2 separate regions of the Zea mays genome follow, and region 1 is linked to region 2. Evidence: chromatin contacts called from public Hi-C data. All regions are on one chromosome and are shown on one strand. Each heading gives the region's core, a stretch centred on a gene start, on an enhancer-like site or on the middle of the called end of the contact. The rest is flanking DNA. Distances are from core to core; before and after follow the strand shown.

Region 1 (6,136 bases), core at 1,804-4,303, 170 kb after region 2:
AAAGTCACTGGTAGCAGGTGGTCATTGAAAACCCCCTGCTCTCTGAACAAATAGCAAAACGTTTCAGCATTTTCCAATTTCCACCATCCAGCCTTCAGTTGCAAGGTTATACACTCCAATGGTCCTGGCATTAGTTGCCCAGTAGCAAACCATTGCATTAGCATGTCAGCATCAGCAGTTAACAGACACAGATTTTGAAGCACAGTGCCAGAATTCAGGGAGCTTGTTAGTCGGTCCATTTTCCAGATGTACATATCAAGGCATCATGCTTCGACAAAAACGTGCAGCTGAAAGCATAGCCCCACACAAGCAAGTCTCAAGAAGTGACAAAAAGAGAGAGCAAAAAAACCCTATGTATACAGCTATACTTGTGATATCCAACAGGAGCACGGGTATTCGCTACGAAAATACACCAGGTGCCACCCTGCGAGTTCATTTACATATGTATATGGTCTATGTGAACACCGGCCCGGCATAGCGGGCAGGACGCGTGCCGGAGGAGCCAACTGTCGATGCACCGCACGTGGAATATGTGTTGGCACTGAGGCAGGGCCCTCACGAATTGCCGTGCTCCGAAATCCTGTTATCATCAATTTACCATGTCATCAGTACAAGACAAGGAGCTAGATGCTCTTGTGTATCAAGAGCTATATAGAGTACAGCATGTCCGAATCACACCGACCTGGAGGCAGACTGGGCAGCAGCTGCTATCAGTTTCCTGATCACAGTTGCTAGCAGCACTGAACCTCGTCTTTGGGATCCTATCAATCAAATCCCTTGACATGCCTCCTGTACTGCCGGTTTCGAAAAGGTCACTGTTGTCGATGAACGGTGTGCTCATTAGACTCATCTGCATAACACAGACCATTGATCAGACCCAAGTATTAGCAGAGGCAACTCGAAGTCGCAATCACTGCAACGCTGCAAATCGACATGAAATGAAACATGGCTGTTGTAGCTTCTAGTTACTATCTGGTCCTATGCAAGCAGGCGAAGCATGTGCATAAGAAAAATATTTGTCTGGTTCTATGAGATCACAAGAGTGACTACAGCATTTCTGGTTTGCTGTCCAGGCAGGTTTGCCTGCCAAGCAATCTTCACAGGCCATTGGATTTCGTTGCCTGACAGCCAGGATCACTGCCTGGCAGGCAAAATACCTGCCAGGCCATGAACCAAACAGGCCCTGATTACCTGAGAATCAGCTGACCGAACGTAAAATCCATGGCAACCAACAGTTGCTTTCAGACACTACCTCCCATATCTGTTACACATCCATATTTTAGGTCCTGTAGTTAAAATGTTTATGGGGTTGATCTCTAGCACCGAAATGCAGATCTAGATATTTCTATGACTGCAAACTTCTTCTAGCAGGGAGTATGGAGCACATTATTATCCACATAGCCATTTAATGCAGAGATACCCATACACCATTAATCCTATGGTCCAAAAATATTTCTCGCATTAATTGTTCGCTAGATTTATTTTTCTAAAAAGAAACAGCTGCTAGTTGGGTACCTACAACTTGAGGGTACTAAGTAGCCTGTACCTGGCTTTGCACTGCACGCTGTAGCGCTGGACTGACTTTCTCCCACACAATTCTTCCGCTGAAGAGGCTCGAGATGATGTCCAGCTGAGAGAACCGATGCAGGCCAAAAGTTAGAACAGATACTGATGAAGTAAAACTTCAATGCACACGGCAGCAGAACATCGTGTTGGTATTGTCATTAGAGAAGCAACTAACTTAGCAGATGACATAATTTGATCGTCAAGCAGAAAAGGCTCAGCAGAACATCTTGAGTTGATGCCAATTGCTTGTCTAGTTATCTTTTTCCTTTTTTTAAATAAAAGAAAAGCTTATGCAAGTCGACAAACAGGGAAGTATGGTGGACACTAGATTAGGTATATGAAAATGATCTTTCACCTCTGGTGAGGAGAAAATAGGCCACTAGATTCTTCCACTCACCACAAAGAGAATGCTGTATTTTCCTGAATGGCTGGACCTCCAAATCTCGATGCAGGACTCAACAGCCTCTATGGAGAAGACTGCTCCAGAAACTGCTCCAACACCAGCCCCGCGGAACATGCCGCTTTCGGTAGACATCCCCATGAAGGCACCAATGAAGATTCCGACGAGTGAGCCCACTGCAGCCAGCACAAACAAATAACGATCAAAACAAGAACAAGCGAAAATTAAATTTACCATTTACGGTAGCGTTGCACACAAGATCAATTGGTCAGCATATAGAACAATCCCGTGGAACAAAGAAAAGAAAGAATCTTTATGAAACCTAGTGCGACAAAGAGTACTGCTACAAGCTTGCTCACAACTCACAAGACAAGCCGGCGTTCCTGAAAGTGGCAAGGAACCTACAAGATTTTTTGTTGCAAAATTGAATTCGTTCCCAAAGCAGCACGGAACAGTCCGGCGTTCCTGAAAGTCCCGAGATTAAACTACCCCGGTTTCCCGAGGGACGAACCCACGGATCCCGCAGCGACCAACCACCGAATTGAATCCAGGTCAGAGACCAGAATCGAGCAACAATGGAAGAGAACATCCCCCCCAAATGATCAAACGGTGGCTCGGGCAACGTACCGACGGCGAAGATGCAGGTGAGCAGCGCGCCGATCGCCCACCCGGCGGCCCGCGCGGCGGCGGCGGCGTTCCCGGCGCACGCCCGCCGCAGCGCGTCAAAGCGGCAGCAGGGGCCGGGAGCAGCGGCGGCCCGGCGAGAAGAGGAGGGGGGAGGCACCGGGTCCATCTCTGCAACGAGCGAGCTCGATCAATCCGGGGAGCGAGCCGAGCATGCTAGGGGGTATAGAGAGGGGACGGCCGCGCGCGTGTATATATATATGAGGCCGAGGCCCGAGGCCCCGGAAACCGGAACCGGAAGGTGCCGCGCCCGCCCAAGCGGGAAGGAGGAGCAGCGAGGGAGAAATCTTGAGGGTTAAGCCGGAAGGGGGCGAGATGAGACGAGACGACAAAGGGGATAGCGAGGGAGCGGCCATTAATGCGAGGGGAAAGAGAAGAGAGGGGGGTGGCGTCACGGCCACGGGAAAGCTGGCGGAGGCGGGGATGAGCGGCCGCCGGCCGCCGTTTTCACTTTCCTCGGCCTCGTGGACGGGCCAGGCGCCGAGCGCCGTAGCGGGTGGGCCTGGTCAGGGGCTGGCTCGGTCTGGTCGTGCGGCCGAGTTTGGGGTCCACGACCGATGACCGTGCATAAATTGTTTTTTTTTTTTGCTTCCCGTACTAATAATAACGGACAAATTCGTTAGCACTATATAATTGCAATATTTTAGTAATCATGTAATCTTCTAACTGTAGCCGCTTCTAGTTTCTGATTTTTTTTGTTCATAATTATCATCACACACGTAGTCTTTTTGTCGCGGTTGAAGTAATCTCCATTTGAACACACGCATTCGTGCATGATATATCCACCAAACTTCACGGTGATTTGCCTAGTGCTGGGAATTGGGCCGTGCCGGGCCGGCCCGGCCCAAGCCCATCGTGCTTCGTGCCAAACGGGTTCGGGCCAAGAAAGCCCAAACAATTTTTGGGCCGTGCCGTGCCAGCCCGAAGTGTAAAAACAGTGGCCCAGCCCGGCCTTGAACCACGTCGTGCCTTCGTTGGGCCGTGCCGGCCCAAGCCCGGCCCGTATATTTGACCACATAAAATCAAAATATTATAACCATATAAAGTGCATATCTTACTAAATTAAAGATATTATACAATTATAGCATCATTTAACCACATAAATTCTAAATATAACAACAATATAAAGTCAATATCTTACTAAATTAAAGAGATTAAACAGATTGGGCTTAATTGGGCCGTGCCGGCCCAAGCCCGGCCCATCTATGCGTGCCGTGCTGGGGGCCCGACGGGTCGGAATTTGAGACCCGGCCCAGGCCCGCCTTCGGGCCGTGCTAGCCCGGCCCATTTTATATCGTGCCGGGCCGTGCTTTGGGCTCTTATTTTCGGGCCGTGCTCGTGCTGGCCCGAAAAGCCCGGCCCAGATTCCCAGCACTAGATTTGCCTCTTTCCTCACTAGTATTATCCTCGACCCAAGTCCGCCTCACCAAGATCCTCATTATCATCACCCTCTCGTTGTCTACCAAGCACATGGCCTCTAGAAGTGCTTTTCCGACCTTGGGACGATTTATATTAACCGGAATCCTGAGCTTCCAATGGCATAGAAAATCGTCCCAATATAATGGCGGCAGATACTGTTCGGTTGGAGAAAACTTGCATCTGCCTAATCGTCAGCAGTTGAACTGTTGGCTGTGGAGTGTGGGATTGTTGCTCGTGCACCGTGGCGTCGGCGGCACTTCCGCTATGATTGCTAGCAGCTAGCTGATGAACGGAAATACTTGTGTACCTATAGCTATAGGTGTATTTGGTTCATCGAGATCAGGACACCACATCGTCGTCCCTCAAGATGTCCCAACTGAGGAAGCACTGTTGAGTGGCTGGCGACTGACTGACCATCGCTGAGAGAGGAACAGCTAGCGAGCCGTGTCCCCAATGCCGTGTGCATGCAGTGTGCTGATGGAGCAGTAACGAAGCGGATCTGACGGCGGCGGACGCAGCTGCAGTTTCTAGCCTGCTCTCTGCACAGTTCGCTCTGGTAGCCTTGTAGTAGAACGGAAGGGTCCCCAGTTCCGTCATTCCGGAGACTGCTAATGCTAAACTAAACAAACCATCGAACCGAAACCACACGCCGGAAGCCACTGCATGCAGTTCGTTGCAGAGAGCTGAGCTGAGTGGACGTACATGGAAATGAATGGTCAAGGATCCTGAAGAATCGACGAGTATGTTCACTGTACCAGCACAGTGCGCGGTTCAGATTCTTCCTGAAAACCCCACAACATTTACCTCTGTTCTTCCAACGCTGCGATTGCGGTTGCGATGTCGCTAGCGATTACGTACCATGCATATTATTACTACTACTAGTACTGATTTACTTTAGTGGTTTGACCTGAAATTCTCACCTAATTTACTTCATCGAATCAAGGAGATCCCTCCAAGACCTGTGCTGTGCAGCACGATATGACCCGAATCCTCGAATCGTCTAGTATAGTATGGTGCTACTACACGATTGGACAGCAGAAAGGAAAATCAGCCAAATGACGACCATCACTTGGGATTAAAACACGGTGCAGTCGTGCAGACACACACACACACAAAACTCCCGCCCCCAAGAAAACTCACAACAACCGCTGGTAATTTAACATATAATAACATATTTGCTACAGGTACATATATAATTTTATATATGTACAGTTGTTGTACATATATATTTGGATAGAATAATATTAACCGGAGTTCTTGGTTTGGTCATTCTACAACCTACTTGAGTGTTCGAGTGCTGTTTTCCTACGCTCTGAGCACCGATAGATAATCTGCATCTACTCGTCAGCAGTTATACCTGCCTTTACCATGATATCTCATTTGGCAGCTCCGATTCAACCGTTCCCTTTTTTATATCCAAATTAAATAATCCAAGGCTCCTTTTATCTTCTCACAAACAAAACCGCCATCCATGTATGGCCCCAGTGCAGACAAAAAAAATCTATGTGTGGGATCCGATGATCCATGTGTATGGCTATGGCCCCAACATTTTGCTTCAGGTAGGCGTACTGTACGTGTTCCCTCGCGCCAATTTGCCAGACGTTTCTTTATGTGTGATAGCAAAAGAACAACTAGTCCTTTCGGCAGCGCCACGTTTTTGCAGATCTTGGCTTAGCCGCACACAAGCAACTCCAAGAAACAAAGATTGTGTGCCGTAGAACGGTAGAATCTCTAGAATTAATAATTAGCTACTAAAAATTATTTATCAACTAATAATGCAGCTAATTATTAGCTACCTCACAACTAACAAATAGTAGTTTATTAGTTCTAGGGAGTTCTAAACAGGGCCTTAGTTGTTTGCAGTGTCTCTTGTTCATTCTATTGATCACAAGATTGGAATCCTGTGACTTATCAGATTGTAGCACATCCAAAGTTTCATACATAATTGGCAGTCACAGTTACGCTTAGGCAGCTCTAACAAACCGACGAACGCATCTTAGGCACGGTCAAGGAAAAGAAAAAAACATAATAATAATACATCTTGCCCCTTCTTGCTGGGCCCTCCTT
Region 2 (6,224 bases), core at 53-2,552:
GCACTCCCCCGGCGCTGCACAGCCTTGCGTCTCGGCATCTCATCTGTTTTGTTTGGACCGTCCCAAATTAATCCACCCGTAAAAAATCGCCACAAATTAACGCAAAGAACATCCCAAAAAGAAAGAAAAAAAAAGACAAGCGAGGCGAACAACAGTCGGGTTGCTTATTACTCTTCTGAGACTCCAAAGGAAAAGAAATCAAAGCAGAAAACAATCGATTAAAAGAACTTACTAAGAAGTAAACAGATGCTCCCCGATTTTGGGAGCATCTTTTTGTTAATTATCAGAACTACATTTGGTACGAAGTCGAACTGGAAGTCCCAATTTCGTTTCACTGAACTGAAGGGGGGAGATGTGTGTGTGTGTGTGTGTGTGTGGGGGGGGGGGGGGGGGGGGGGGGGGCAAAACAGATCCCCCCGTGGTCTGCAGAATGTTGCTTTGCGTGCTGGCTCTGAGTTTCTGAAGAAAGCAAGCCCCATCCCAAACGCCCGCACGAATCGAGCAGGAACAGCCCACCACCACCGCACCGTCCACTCCCGGAGACTGTTGAGCCAAAAAAAAAAAACTCGCAGCCGCAACATCGCAATCCAAGATTCCAAGGTACCGAAAGATTCTTGCGGGTGCAGCAGAGCAGTGCAGCGAAGAAAGTGGATTGCTGCCAACCCGACTCAAGCGAGCAAACCGAAAGGACAGGAGAGGAGGAAGAAGCAGCAGCAGGGAGACGTAGAGCGCGCGATGCGGGGGGAGAAAACACACAGCTGGAGTGGAGGCAGTACCTGGAAACAGCGGCCGCAGCCGAGGCCCCCGCGGTGCTGCCTGGGCCCGCCGGCGGCGAGGAAACCCCCATTGATCTCGGCGGCCATGGCGCCGTACCCGCACGCTCCGCTGCTGCTACCTGCTTCGGTTATCCATTACCCAACAATTAACCGGACGGACCAATCGAGTGAAGGAAGGAGAAAGGCAGGCACGGCTGAGATCTGCTACTACTGTGGCTCCATCGGAGACACAGGCAGAAGGCAGGGACCGCTCGATCTGTGCCGGCAGCCGCAGGTACTCGTGCATCAGCGCTTACCGTGAGGGGCCGGAGAGAGCGAGGAAGAGTAGGCCGCCTTCCCCTGCCGCACGCACCGCTCGCTGCCGGCGGACGCGGCGGAGGCCAGGAGAAGCAGCAGGCAGCAGCAGAGGAGGACGTCCATGGCGACGGAAAGAGCCGGCGAGCACTAGAGAGAGGGGAAGGAGACTGACTTCTGTCTAGCTCTAGCACATGCGGCTGCTACCAGTCTCTCACTCTGTTTATAGATACTAGTAGTTAATTTAACCGGCGTTATATAGGACGAGGGGACATGTCACGAGACAAAATGCACTTTTTCTTTATGTGAGAGTCGGTAAAGTTAGTTTTTTTTTTCAAGATATCAAACCACCTGTTGATTTTGAGTTGGACTCTTGCTCCATCTTGATTAGAGTTGAGAGCTTCACTTTTGGTTTTTGGGAGGTTTCACTCTAGAGTTTTATTTTTCGCTAGGGTGAGTGGGCTGCTGACTGTTGTGTTCCCTAGGTATACCTAAGGGCATTCAATCACTTGTTGGATCGAGCACATCTCACTTGTGAGATTTTCCTTTTTAGGGCTAGTTTGGGAACCACATTTTCCCATGAGATTTCTATTTTTCCAAGGGAAAATGAACTAATTTCTCTTTGGAAAATTGAAATCTCGTGGGAAAATGTGGTTACCAAATTAGCCCTTAGAGAATTCTTTCAACCGAATTTTTTCGGGTTGGCCTAGCTGAAACCACAGCATATAGTGTCGTGTCTAGACTATTGACCAGACATGAAACTTAGCTCGGTACGGCTTAATTTCAACGGGCTATGCTTTGCTACTTTAGCTAGACCCGTGTGCCGGGCGGCTCAGGGGCTTGAAGCTCCTCTTCTCCTCCTCTCGCATGAACAATAGAGCGCTCTCCAACACCTCCATAGATCCACATCCACCACACACATTTGTCCCTAAATATTATTATACATAAATAAAATGAAGAAGAGGGAGAAGACAAACGAATAATCAAGAAAAACTAGGGTAGAGAGGGGAAAAGGAAGGAGGAGAAATGCCGGTGTGCTTCTACTTGGGCCAGGAGGGATTCCCCTGCGCCGCCGCGTCCTCATGCATGCATGTTAAATTCAAACGCAGAGAGTTGGCAGCATTTGCATTTAGATCTGTTTGTTTGATTTTAATCTCTATCGACTTCTACTGTTTTTACTATATTTTTGTCTTTATAGATTACAACTACAACAGTTCAAATAACCGGCTTTAATCTAAAAAGCTATGTGTATACTGGCTAATGCTACGCTAGGTACTAGCTACTCCTACACACACTACAGTATAATACTCCTGCTGCTACAGTTTCTAGAAAACTATAGTATATAATATGCAAACAAAGCATGTTTCAGACCGAGGAGTTTGTTTTGCAGCTCATGAAGTCCGTGCATGTGACTGTGAGACTGTAACTTTGACCTAGCGCCATTTTTGCTCTTCTTTTTGACAACTGCATGAGGCATTGCGAAACCTGTCTCGTCGGTGCCACATGTGGCGCGTGCCCTCGAGTTCGACGTACGTACTGGCCGTTTTCAGGACTTGTGAATACCTTTTTAATTCTTTTTCTATATCAGTGTTGGGTGACCTAAGAATATAGTATTTATTTCTCGATCGACGGACATCCTTCTCAAATGCATGCCAGCAATCCCTCTTGCATATAAGCAGAATTACATGAGATCAATATAAAGATGGATGCACTAGCTAGCTACTAAAATTAATCGCAGAATCTAAACAGTTTAGCTGATAGTTCAGGTATTGTCAACTATTTGTTAGCTAATTAATTCTACAACTAACTTTTTAGTCAACTAACTATTAGCCAACTAACTATTAACTTTAGTGCGTTTAAACATGTCTGAAAGTGGCTCGTGTCACTACTGTTTGTTGACGTTCAGACAGACGACAGAATGGTCTGGAATTAGCTGTGTCGTGTTGCTGTAAGAAATGTTTAAGGACCACCGACAGTGACTGCAGCTGGGAGTACCGCACGTTGAGCAAGTTGGGAGACTAAAGTGTTCGAGTAGGTAGGCTATTAAAACTTTTTTTAATCAAAATGAAGTGTTGGTTATTGAACCCTATAAACTAAAGCTAGTTGTTTCTTAATGTGCAATCCATAGAGACAAAACACTTTAGAAACAGTAGAAAAACCGGTACGGATTAAAGCCAAACGAATAGTCTGTGCTAGCTGGAATTGTTAAATATGATCAACTTTTATTAGAGCTACACATGTACTCTTCTTGTCTGTCTAGAGTTCTAGACCCAGATTATAAACGATTAATAGACTCACCACATCAGACACTACTAAAACGAAAGCAACAAGTGTACTCTGTTTGTTTTATATCGCAACGGCCATGCCAATTTCTTCCGAGAGCGAGACGACAATACTTATAAAACCAGAGCAGATTTTCTTTATATATATATATATATATATATATATATATATATATATATATATATATATATATATATATATATATATATATATATATATATGAATTAACTAGTTGAATGGAGCCGTGTAGAAGACACATGGAAGAAGAGCGCGCGCCTTTTGTGGCGGGTCTTCTGCTAGCAATAAGGCAGTAAGCTGATACACACTCACTTGTTGCTTGCAGAAAGAGCCAAATGGACAAAGAAAAACAGATGCCGTTAGCTAGTACAATAAAATAGCATATCCCTCGCTGTTTATTACTTTTTTTTCTCTCAAAAAAAAAAGAATACGTACTACTACTAGTATTAAACTGACCTCACAGATTGCAAGCCAGACTAATAAAATAACAAATGGGCTAAGACGTCTCTGAACATTCAGATTTCAGAGGGGGGGAGGTAACATCCAGCAACCAGGCCCAAAACTTCCTGTTACTCTTTTGAGGCCCAGTCCAAAGACTCCCCCAGCGGTTTTGGTTGGTGCGGCAGAAAATAAAACCGCGCAAGCGCACTGGGGATAATAAAACTGATATCCAGATCGTTGGAACCAGTGCTTTTGGTTCCGTCTGGCAGGAAATAAGGAACATGAACCCTAAACTGTCTCTCTTGCGTTACCAGATGGCAAATTAGTGGTCTTTGTCTCTTCTCTTGCGTGCACTATCTTTTGAGGGCGTTCGGTTCGGCCCTTTTGGCGCGTTGTTTTTCTGCTTGCTGTTTTGGTCGGTCCGCAACAGCAGATCACGGTCACCAGGCGCTGTTTGGTTCTAGAAAAGCAACGTTAACAGCAAATGGAATTGTTCGCTAATTACCAATTTTACCTGGTTCGGTCGCTCAGTGTGAGCGTGAACACCTTTTGATCACTGTCGGGCGCTATTTTTCATACGTATCCCGCCACTTATTTCAAACGTCACTGTGTCTACACCAGTATACCTTGATCACTGGTCATTTCTCTCGAGGCTCCCCCCCCCCCCCCACCTCTCATTATATATCGTGAGCAGTTACAGAGGTGAATACGGGTAAGTTACATGATAGAGTCGGACTGTGACAAGTGGGTCCTACGTGTCATAACTGCAAATGCGAGTTCATGTGTGCGGCTTGGTAAAACTTTAAAATTATGTGAAAATCGTTGCATTAATTTTTTTTTCATATTTACATCCTGAAATTTGGGAATTTCGGAGTGGGACACACCGCTACATGTACTGTCATCAACCACGAACATTTTGCGAGTTAGGCAGATGATGGACCCGGCACCCATACAGTGACATGGCCATAGTGAAAGCACACAAGTAGAAGTCCATTTGCATTTTCATGCAGTGGTTTATCACACACACACAGTGGCACTGCCCTGTCGTTTTCAAACGAGAAACTTAAAAAGAGAAAGAAAGTGATGGGTCTGCACTCCGCTTGCCGGGAGGTGGCGTCTCCATGTTTAACCCATTATCAAACACCCCTTAGATCTTTGTTATGCAGGTTCAGATACACTAGCAGGAACGCTGGACATGCTGGCATGTATGTTGCCTGATTTAGATTTTTAAGAGCATTTTATTTGATCGAATCCTGTATTTCAGTCTCCAGTGTGTTCATCCAGACATCCACTTAAGTCATTAAATCCCCTATCTCATCCTAATCGGTGCGGTGAGGAAACTGTATATCATCAAAATTGGTAAAGGAAAATGTGACTCACGGACAACAGCAATGTTATCACCCCTTTAACCCAACCAGCACATGCATATTAACCAAAACAAATGCAGAACAGAAGGAATAAAAAAGGAAGCACATCAAGCGAGGGTAAAATTTAGGGTCTGTTTAGTTCTTTTAGTCCAAGGACAAAAGTTTTATTAGGGGACTAAAGTTTAGTTTCTATCCTATTTGGTTCTAGATACTAAAAGTTTTCAGGACGCATTAAATGAATCATAAGACCAAAATACCCCACAAAAAAGTAAAATTAATATAGTTTAATCTCTTTTAGCCACTCATTGAGGGACTAGAGACTAAATCAGTTCAGTCCATGTTTTAGTCCCACCATTTGGTAATTTAGAGACTAAATGAGACTAAAATAGAGGGACTAATCTTTAGTCCCTCAAACCGAAGAGGGCCATAATCCGCATTCCGTGATAAAAGAAGACCATTACCAGATAAAGCAAAACATTAAGTCTTATGTTTGGACTGCTTCCCTAGACTATTTTTCCTTCTGGCACACACCATAACAAAATAATGCCGCAGGGGGGAATAGTAATAACACAAAAGTTCAAAACTTCTTCCTCTTCTGGTTTTGAGACTCACCCAAATTCTTAATATATCCATCAAAAGTTCAAAACCTCTTTCTCTTCTTGTTTTGAGACTGACCCCCCTGGTTAAAGCTTCTGAAATCATTAGTGGTCTCAGCGGTGTTTTGCTTCTTCAGCCCTTTACGACCACCGTGCCCAAACATGGAATCCTTTGCCCTCCTGTTCTTTCCTTCTTTACCTCGCTTAGCAAGACCACCAGACCTGTCACCAGGAGAAACACCAGGTCTCCTTTTCTTAGATTGTTTAAATCCTTCTTCTCCTTCAAAATTAAGGTCTGGTGCATCATCATTTCCCTTGGTGAATCCCCCTTGTTGCCTCTGCTTCCTCCACTTCTTGACTGACTCAATCTGCTCCTTCTTCTGCTTAGCCCTCTCCTTCTTCTTCTCAGCCTGAACCTCCTTTGCTTTCTTCCTGGAATCTCTAGCCTT

Evidence for each region. Hi-C and Micro-C count contacts between places; a contact is called where the count stands out from the background.
Region 1: a Hi-C map of endosperm shows a contact between it and region 2, with 2.2 times the contacts expected there. The contact joins the promoter of LOC100280415 here to the promoter of LOC103647667 in region 2. A contact is called at or near these places in 2 of 25 Hi-C or Micro-C datasets (endosperm and leaf).

What each region holds. Positions count from the first base shown.
Region 1 is chr2:205,955,559-205,961,694 of Zm-B73-REFERENCE-NAM-5.0, forward strand. It overlaps LOC100280415, which reads right to left and starts at 3,054. Exons shown (of 5, transcript NM_001153338.1): 1 at 2,594-3,054; 2 at 1,964-2,142; 3 at 1,547-1,630; 4 at 683-850; 5 at 197-580. The coding sequence starts at 2,759. The coding sequence ends at 437.
Region 2 is chr2:205,787,660-205,793,883 of Zm-B73-REFERENCE-NAM-5.0, forward strand. It overlaps LOC103647667 (expansin-like A3), which reads right to left and starts at 1,303. Exons shown (of 4, transcript XM_008672171.4): 1 at 1,073-1,303; 2 at 777-895; 3 at 1-43. The coding sequence starts at 1,196. It overlaps LOC100502519 (putative rRNA-processing protein EBP2-like protein), which reads right to left. Exons shown (of 2, transcript NM_001196997.1): 2 at 5,567-6,224. The coding sequence ends at 5,820.